2 separate regions of the Xenopus laevis genome follow, and region 1 is linked to region 2. The links are chromatin contacts, called in public Hi-C maps. All regions are on one chromosome and are shown on one strand. Each heading gives the region's core, a stretch centred on a gene start, on an enhancer-like site or on the middle of the called end of the contact. The rest is flanking DNA. Distances are from core to core; before and after follow the strand shown.

Evidence for each region. A called contact is a pair of places that touch in the nucleus more often than the background predicts.
Region 1: a contact with region 2 is called in a Hi-C map of the XL177 cell line, with 4 times the contacts expected there. The contact joins the enhancer-like site here to the promoter of myc.S in region 2. A contact is called at or near these places in 2 of 4 Hi-C or Micro-C datasets (the XL177 cell line and the XTC cell line).

Annotation. Positions count from the first base shown.
Region 1 is chr6S:127,877,017-127,881,675 of Xenopus_laevis_v10.1, forward strand. No RefSeq gene overlaps it. Among protein-coding and RNA genes, the nearest start is that of LOC121395181, 55 kb to the left of the region's middle. Within about 2 kb of position 3,130, at least 1 of the 7 cell types and tissues checked has an H3K27ac peak or open chromatin away from gene starts, as enhancers often do.
Region 2 is chr6S:127,342,134-127,346,963 of Xenopus_laevis_v10.1, forward strand. It overlaps myc.S (MYC proto-oncogene, bHLH transcription factor S homeolog), which reads left to right and starts at 2,176. Exons shown (of 3, transcript NM_001085896.1): 1 at 2,176-2,252; 2 at 2,898-3,603; 3 at 4,105-4,830. The coding sequence starts at 2,922. The coding sequence ends at 4,682.

The DNA of each region.
Region 1 (4,659 bases), core at 1,880-4,379, 540 kb after region 2:
TTTCATATACTCTATGTACTTCCTCAGGGGCAAATTGGAAATCAGACCTGATCTCCAATATCTGGACCCAACCTCTGGTATATGAATAGAAGCCAACAATGTTCAAATATCCAATGGAAAGCCTTGCCAGAAGAGTAGATGCTGCTGTAGTAATGACCAACTTCATATAAATAATTATGCTTTGGGAATGAGATGTTGGACAGACAGGGGTCCCTATTCTTTTGGCCATGTAGAATAGATATAATGATTGTTTTTTGCTCATGGAGTATGAACCTATTTGGAAGATTGTAAGACCTCATTGGAGTTGTAGATGTACAAATATCTTATATGCTCTTAAAGGATAAGAAAATGCATCCTGCACTTGGGGGTGCCAAATGTTAGGCACCCCCAAATGATTGTATTTACTTACCTGAAACCCGGGCTGGTGCTCCTATCAGCAGAAAACTGCACCGGCCCAAGGTTATACCAGAGAGCACCACAGAAGGACTTCTCTTCCAGCTTCTTTTTTCTTCAAAATTCCTGAAATTGGCGACTTTTTAGTTAAAGTTTGGCTTTTCGTTCTACTACGCATGTGCAGCTGCACAAAGAGAGAGAGGAAAACAGAAGAGGATCACTCCGTGGTGCTCACTGGTATAACCCCGGGCCGGTGCAGTTTTCTTCTGATAGGAGCACCAGACCGGGGTTTCAGGTAAGTCCACTCAATCACTTGGGGGTGCCTAACATTTCGCATCCCCAAGTACAAAAATACTTTCCTTCTCCTTTAAGTGGGTTGTATGCACTTAATAGAGAAAAATTCTAAAAATGCAAGAAACTGGAAAAATGTTTAATTTCTGCATTTTTGAAGAAAAAGCAGCTGCGGGGGTTATCTCACCTATATCAATACTACACTCATACATGTATATAAAGGTACAGAAAAGGTAATGGGAGTTCATAAAAAGAGAATGGAATGTACTGTACTCTGAAAGGAAACAAAATTGAACAAAAGTCAATGATCACGTGGATCAACTGTGCAAACGACACACTACTGTCTTTTCAGGAGTCACTGGAACCTTAGGCAGATGGAGATCAAACATATCTGCCTATAGAGAAAGGGGGGGAAAAAGGCAGAAAATTCCGTATATGGTATTGAGCCTTTTCCCTGCAGCTCTTCCTTTAGATAAGGCCTTTAAAACTCCAGCTTGCACTGAGCTCAGGATTCCTGGAACTCTGATCACTGCTCTGCTTCCATGTAAAGTGCTGAAGCCAGCTGCTCACAAGTGACTTGACAACATTTCTGGAGCGTTTTATTTTATCTGCAAGTTCAGCGCCGGTGCCTTACCCTTTTCGTGGCAGTTCTCAGGCTCAGCACATGCTGGAAGGATTACATACACTGGTGAACGGGCCAACAGTATGGTTAAGTCATTTAGGAATAAATTGAAAGGGGTGTAGGCCAGGGGGTGGGGAAGGATCACATCCACAGCTTGTGGTAGTTTAAAGGATATTAATACCCCATTTAGAGAAGGCATAGCAATAGGGGCAAAAACAGGTGCACATTTGCATCCATATAAATACCATTGAGAAAGAAAGGTGCATTTATGTACTCGGAATAGCATGCAAAGTGCAATTTTTTGGGTGCAAATAGCCATCTTTGCAGCATTTTTTGAGCACTGCGCACTAATTTGCACCCTATGTTGAAACAAATACAATTGCGCTCCACGATTGCTCCTATATTATGGGGGCTGCGTCAGTTCCGGCACATGGCGTTAAAGTGGCATTAGTGCGTAATTGTTTTACGGTCTAGGCACAGCCCACTGTGGAAACCAGGGAACTAACACACACCACGGTTCGCCATCAACATGGTCTCACTTGTGTACAGTTCATTAGAAGATGCAGGAAGGATGCAATGGCGCTCTATACTAGGGATACACCAAATTCGGGATTCAGCTTTTTTAGCAGGATTCTGATTTGGCGAATTCTTGTGCCTGGCCGAACCAAATCTGAATCCTAATTTGCATATGCAAATTAGAGGGAAAATCACTTAATTTTTTGTCAGAAAACAAAGAAGTAAACGTTTTTCCACTTTTTCCCTTCCAGTCCCTAATTTGCATATGCAAATTATGATTCATATTCATTTCAGTTTTCAGCCGAATCTTTCAGGATGGATTCAGGGATTTGGTCCAATCCCAAATAGTGGATTTAATGCATCCCTACTCTACACAAATATGCTCAAGTACAAGTGTGTTTGGACACAAGAGAACAGCACCAATAGTAGTGCAACATTTGCATCCATTTTAGAGCAACCACACTTGCGCTTGTGGTCATAAATGACCGTTAAGTTGGCCATACACGGGACAGACCGGCAGCTTATTGGCCCGTGTGTGGGGCCCTCCGATGGGCTTTCCTGATCGATATCTTGCAAAAGTCAGCTAGATGTCGATCGGCAGGGCTAAAAATTGTATTGGATCACGGGCGCATCTGTTCGTTTATGCAGTTCTGCGATCCGACCGCCCATTTGCCGTACACCTCAAGGTCGGCATATCAGGAAAAGATCTGATTGTTTGGCGAAATCGCCAAACGAGCGGATCTATATGTGTATTGCCACCATTAGAAGCGTATGCTGATATTGTAAGGCCAAGCATACTTGCGATTGGTTAATTGTGACACAAGGTGCAGCATGAAGAGCTATGGACACATCTGCCTTTATATGTAGGTTATATGTTATTTATATGTAATTTATATGTAGTTTAGCAACAACTTGAGGACCCCATCCCCAATGAAAGGAATTTATCTCCTCTTCTCTCTGGGGTCCCTAGCTTCCTGCATTACCAGGGCTGCCCATTTTATATAAATTCAAGCCAGAATTGCTCTTGTTTAATTACACCCCCACCATGCTCTCAGCACTGATTTTAGGTCAGAGTTGAGGGGGCATTTGTCTCTGGGACCCCATTATTAGAGGAAGGAAACTGTAGATAAAAGTGCACAGGGTATTCTGAGAAGTGTAGTCAAACAATACAAGTGTCTCTAAATGAGATAATAATCAAATCTGCAGCTTGATGTGCCTGCGGCTCCACTTGTCTAACATCCTTTTTGCTTGGAGTTGTTAGAGTATAACATCAGGTGGAGGGGGAAGTTAAAAATGTCTCTGCAGAAGGACAAAACTGGGTTAATCCTGCTCCATTGTGTCTGAGATGAAGTGTCTGTGACACACTTGTTACACAGTTGTTGGAGAATGACCCCATGTGGTTATTAGTGGTACTTGATCAGAGCTGAGGACTAATGAGAAGCTTCAGCATTTTCTCTGTCACTCTTCCTCTAAAGTGATCCAGTTCTACGATATTGAAGTCCTGAAACCAGCTGGGACACTTTACCCTAAATTCTTGGTTCCTAAAGTGTAGGGCTTTCACCCTCTTAGGTGGCACAAAGCCATATGTGGTAGTCACAAGCAGGGTTGTATTTAGGTCTTATGCCGCCCAAGGCATCGGACCTAGACATGCCCCTACGTCACCGACTCGCTGATGTCACGCGCCCTATAGGCTGATGTTATACTCCGTATTCAGCGGAAGTGATGTCAGTGCGCCGTGCGCGTGATGTCACTTCTACTTCCTCGGACCCCCTACCCCTCACCTCCTCAGCTCCGTCATCGGATTAGGCACCGATATAGGCACCTATATATAAATATGGCCCTGGTCACAAGTGAGAACCTTGCCTCCATCAGCATTGATCGGCCAGTTACAAGGGGAGGCCAAAAGCCCCCTTAGGTGGCACAAAGCCATATCTGGTAGTCACAAGCAGGGTTGTATTTAGGTCTTATGCTGCCCAAGGCATCGGACCTAAACATGGCCCTACGTCACCGACTCGCTGATGTCATGTGCCCTATAGGCTGATGTCATACACCATATTCAGCGGAAGTGATGTCAGTACCCCTCACCTCTTCTGCTCCGTCACTGGATTCGGCACCTATATAGGCACCTATATATAAATATGGCCCTGGTCACAAGTGAGAACCTTGCCTCCTTCAGCAACGATTGGCCAGTTACAAGGGGAGGCCAAAAGCCCCTTTTTAACGCAGAAATTTTGCACTCCACGATTAAATATCAGCGGGGCATCGGGGAGGCTGTCTTTGGATCTCCCCAGGGTAGTCAGGGACAGAAATAGGGTTGGCAAGGTCGCACATGCCTAGGTGGCATTAAGAGGGGCCCAGTTCTGATCAGGTAGTGGGTTAGTATTGATGGCAGCAGTGATGGTGGTGAACAAGGGGGCAACTGTGGTGGGGAGTTACAGGTGCAGGAAGGCAGGGGGAGGGCTGATTGGCAGGAGTTGGTCCAATTAACCTTTAGTGGCAATAACACTTGGCCCGGCTCTGATGGGTGCTGAACAAATGGTGCATAACAAAAGAGAGGAATAATCCAAAAAAATGTCTTGTAACCCCTACCCTAAATTGTGATTGTGATTAGGGGAATGCTGACATGCTCATGTTTTGGGGGTACAGACTATAAGTAGTGATGGGCGAATCTGTCCCATTTCACGGTAAAATTCGCAAAACACAGTAAAAATTTGTGAAACTGCGAAAAATTTGCGCTATTGGAAATGGGCGTCAAAATTATTTTTCCAGGAGTGACAGTTTTTGCATGCACGACTTTTTTGTACAAATGCATTAAAGTCAATAATTTTGACGTGAGA
Region 2 (4,830 bases), core at 926-3,425:
GCGTAACGGGAGAATCATTAACTTAATGAATATTAATGAATCATTAAATGTAACCCCTTGTCATGTCCTGAGTCAGCAGAGGTGTAACTATAGGGGAACCTGAACTTGTGACTGCCAGGGTGGGGGGTCAGGGGGTAAAGGGGGTCCCCTCCTAAATAATATGTCCTAGAGGGGCCCTAAAATGAGTCTGCTGTGGGGTCCCGGTAACGTTTACTTAAGTCACAGCAGCACAGAACAGTTCTTTATAATAATCAGATTCTGCAGAGCCGGTTGCATACATATAGACGGTCAGATGGAAATGAGAAGGTTAATTGGCTCCTGGTCTAATCGATTATTGTAAATGGCATAGGAACCTTAGAGTGTAAGCTCTTCTGGGCCAGGGACTGATGATGTATAATATTATATGTATTCCTATGGAAGGAACCTACTGGCCTGATCTAAGCCTTTCACCCATTAGAAGCCCTAATCCTTACCCCCCACTACTACTAGAACACCTTAGGGACCAAGTGCACATTAGAAGCGATTGAGTTCCCCTGTTTGTGTTCCCATTATTTTAATATATATATTTGTTCCCTCCAGTAACCTGGGAGGCTGGGCACTGGGGGGGGTAGGAAAGGGTTAAGGTGTGACAGTTGCAGAGTAAGAGAGAAAGTGGCGGCTGCAGAAAGCGTTTATCTGGCACCTCCTCGCTGTGTTTCTTAGAAATGCCATTGGACTGCTCTGTGCTGAGAATCCAGTGAAAGTTCAGCCACTGACAAAGCACATTCAGCTGATAACTCTCTCCCTCTCTGTGGCCCCAAAGGGTGGACCAGTGGCCCCTTTATACTGACTGACTGCACCTTCCTTATTGACCTCCAGCTCTTACTACAAGCCTCTGAGTGTCCTATCTGCCATCTCTCCCCAAACTGACAGTCAGTCGTCTGTTCCCATTGTGGCTTCCACTTGCCCCAGTCTCAGCAGCCAATCACACCTGGTTATGTTTGCCTTCCCTGTGCCACAAAAAAAAGCAGTTAATGCTCAATTTCTAGGAAATTTTAAAGTTCTGGGTCGGTTAAAGGGGAACTGCACCCCAAAAAAAAAAGTTTTGTTTTCTAATACGATTCTAAGCAGCTTTCCGATGTACATGCATTTCTATTAAAGCGTAGTGCGTATAATGAATGGCTACTGGGAAGCTGCTTAGAATCATGTTTATTTGCCCGTTCCGTTGTCTTCTTCGCCGTTTTAAGTTAACTTGTAGTGTGTTCTAGAATGGCCAATGCTGAGCACATTTCCAATTGGCGTTAATTTTTTTTTTTTTGTAGAATTTTAATGATTTGGCTTATTCATCGTACTAGCTTTTAATAGGGGTCACTGACCCCCATCTATAAGCACAAAGTTCTGTAAAGCTACACATTTATTGTTAATGCTGCTCTTTATTTCTGTTCAGGCCTCTCCTATTCATATTGCAGTCCCTTATTCAAATCAATGCCTGGTTGCTAGGGGAATTTGGACCCTAGCAACCAGATTGCCGAACAGATGCTGAATAAAAAAAAAGTGAAAAACTACAAATAATGAAAACCAACTGCAAATGGACTCAGAATATAATTCTCTACATCATATTAAAAGTTAATTTGAAGGTGAGCAGCCCCTTTAACATACATGATCCAGTCCCTGTCAGTTGTCCCTATAAACCCCCCCTCTCCGGGTAACATAGTAGATTCCAAGCAGCGGGCGGCGCACTGAATTGTTAAAGAGGCGGGGGGGTGCCAGGCTAGTGTGGCTATTTCTATTGAGAAGAAAAGGGCTTTGCATTGTGGAAAGAGCTTCACATCCTCCCTCGACAAGACGTGTGAAGTGACGCTGAAAGAGTTAAATGTCAGTGGAAGAGTTAAAAGGACTCAGTTGTGAGCTCAGCCCTCCCCTGTACCTCAGTGATACTAGTACGAGCCACACACGGAGTTGGAAGGACAGATGAGCGTGAGGCCCGCCCCCTTAGCCCCGCCCCTTGCCTCAGCTCCATAGAGAAAAGAAGCCTCAGTGTAGGAGTGCGCGATTTGGCGGGAGACCGGCGCTATATAAGGCTCAGTCGGAGCTTTTTCTGTGCCAGTCTGTGTGCGGGGAGCGAGCAGGAAAGTGTGTGGTGCAGCTGCTGCGGCAGGAGGAGGGAGTAGTAGTGGGAAAGACAACGCTATTGAGACAAGGGAGAGGCAGCCTGTGGATTTATAAACGCGACCAAAGGAATATTGGACTCGTATTATCCCGGGATTAGACGGGTAAGGAAGCGGCTTCTTCTGTGAGGGATCGGCTGCGCCTGGATTTGTTCTTCTTTACTTTCTATGGAGTCTTCTCCCCCTGCTTTTTACTGGCAGGAGACGAGGAGCTGTTGGTGGGGCTGCCATGTCGATTCCCCCCTCAGGGAAGGGCATTTAGCCTCGTCCCCACTGGATCTTGTGTCTGACACTTTAACTCTTAACCTTTTAATCGCACTGACAGCTGCAGCTTTGCCTGTTGGACTTTCAGCCCCTTAAATAGGGGGGGGATCTCCCTGTCCCCTTTATCATTTACTCTCACCCTGCCCCCCCACGCTGTAGGAATGGTATGTCCCTAATATTTAGCTCATGGAGTTCAGATTTTGATCATTTTTTAATGGCAGCAGTTTTTTGTCTTCTACTACAATTCCCAGAATCCCCAGTCACGTAGGACCAGTGGCTCTCCCGGCTGCCGGTGGACTACAAGTGGCCCGGCTCACAAACTGTAGTTCAGGAGCAGCCGGGAGAGCCACAGGTTATGGGTTTAAAGGTCTCGGCAGGGAAGGTATTTAAACCATGTGTAATAGTCGTTGCGCCTGAGTGTGTGTGTGTGTGCCCTCCCTCTTGTGTTAGAGCGTTTGTATAATGCCGGCTCTGTTCTTCTTGCAGGAGACCAATCGCATGGCAGGAAAGATGCCTCTTAATGCCAATTTTCCCAGCAAGAACTACGACTACGATTATGACTTGCAGCCCTGCTTCTTCTTTCTGGAGGAGGAGAACTTCTACCACCAGCAAAGCCGACTGCAGCCGCCGGCCCCCAGTGAGGACATCTGGAAGAAGTTTGAGCTGCTCCCCACCCCGCCCTTGTCACCCAGCCGCAGATCCAGCCAGTCCAGCCTTTTCCCCTCCACGGCTGATCAGCTGGAGATGGTGACCGAATTCCTGGGAGGGGACATGGTCAACCAGAGCTTTATCTGCGAGGCGGATGACGAAGCCTTGCTGAAGTCCATCGTCATACAGGACTGTATGTGGAGTGGATTTTCGGCTGCGGCCAAGCTGGAGAAAGTGGTGTCTGAGAAGCTGGCGTCCTACCAGGCTTCTAGGAAAGAGAGTGCTCTGTCTTCTTCTTCTCCGTGTCAGAGTCAACCACCACCGAGCCCGCTTAAGTCTCCCTCGTGTCATGGGAGCCTGAGTCTGGGAGGGACCCACAGGAGCAGCCATGGTTTTCTCCAGGACCCCAGCTCGGATTGTGTTGACCCTTCAGTGGTCTTCCCATACCCACTGAACGACAGCATTTCCAACGCCAGCTCTCCTTGCCAAGATCTCATTTTGGAAACACCGCCCATCAGCAGTAACAGCAGCAGCAGTGAATCTGGTAAGCTGATGGTTTTTATACCGAATTTTTTTTTTTTCTCCCCCCGTTTTATTTCCCCCTAATTGCTGTGTTGCCTCTCCCTGCCTTGCTGGCAAACGACCCGGCAGCTTTAGTGAGTTGCATGTGTTATACTGTCAGGTCCCACACCCCTCCCTTTAACAAACTGTCATAGCTCAGTGAAAGTTGTCCTTATCTCGGTGAAATGCCGGCAGATCTGCAGCATTGCAGCAGTAGGTGGGTGGGGCTCTGCTAGTCAGGAGAGAGAGGTTCAAGCAGGATTCTATGGGTAGGCAGACACCGAATGCTTTCTAAGAACCACTCTCCTGCCCCCCCCTTTTTTTTTTTTTTTTTCTTCTTTCTTTAATTAACACTGCAGTGTGAAGCCTCATATTAAACAATGTATGAGAAATATAACGTAATGCTCCTCCCAGATCTGCTGCTTTCTTTCTTTTATAGAAACCTGCAGTTATATTTATTTATTTTTTAATTTCTCTTTTTCAGAAGAGGAACCAGAAGATGAGGATGAAGACTGCGACGAGGAAGAGGAGATTGACGTTGTCACAGTAGAAAAAAGGCAGTCGGCATCCAAGCGGGTGGAATCCAGTTCTCATTCGCAGCCCTCCCGACCCCACTACAGCCCTTTAGTTCTGAAGCGGTGTCACGTTCCCATTCACCAACACAACTACGCGGCGTCTCCCTCGACCAAAGTGGACTATGTTTCTTCCAAAAGGGCGAAACTAGAAAGCAACATCCGGGTCCTCAAACAGATCAGCAACAACAGCAAGTGCGCCAGTCCCAGGTCCTCGGATTCCGAAGAGAACGACAAGAGGAAGACGCACAACGTTCTGGAGCGCCAGAGGCGGAACGAGCTCAAGTTGAGTTTTTTTGCCTTGCGCGATCAGGTACCGGAGGTGGCGAGCAACGAGAAGGCCCCCAAAGTAGTCATCCTCAAAAAGGCAACGGAATACGCCATTTCTCTGCAGGAGGACGAACGGCGGCTCATACGGGAAACAGAACAGTTAAAGTACAGGAAAGAGCAGTTAAAACAGAGACTCCAACAGCTGAGGAACTTTGTCTAATTCACAAACTCTTATTTAACACTTTATATAAACTGTGACAGTCTATATCAAGGTTGTCTCTTCCTCGAGACCGACTACAAAACTGAATTTGTAGAACATGGACAACTGCATGCAGATGATTTCACAACTACACAACCTTGGCATGGTC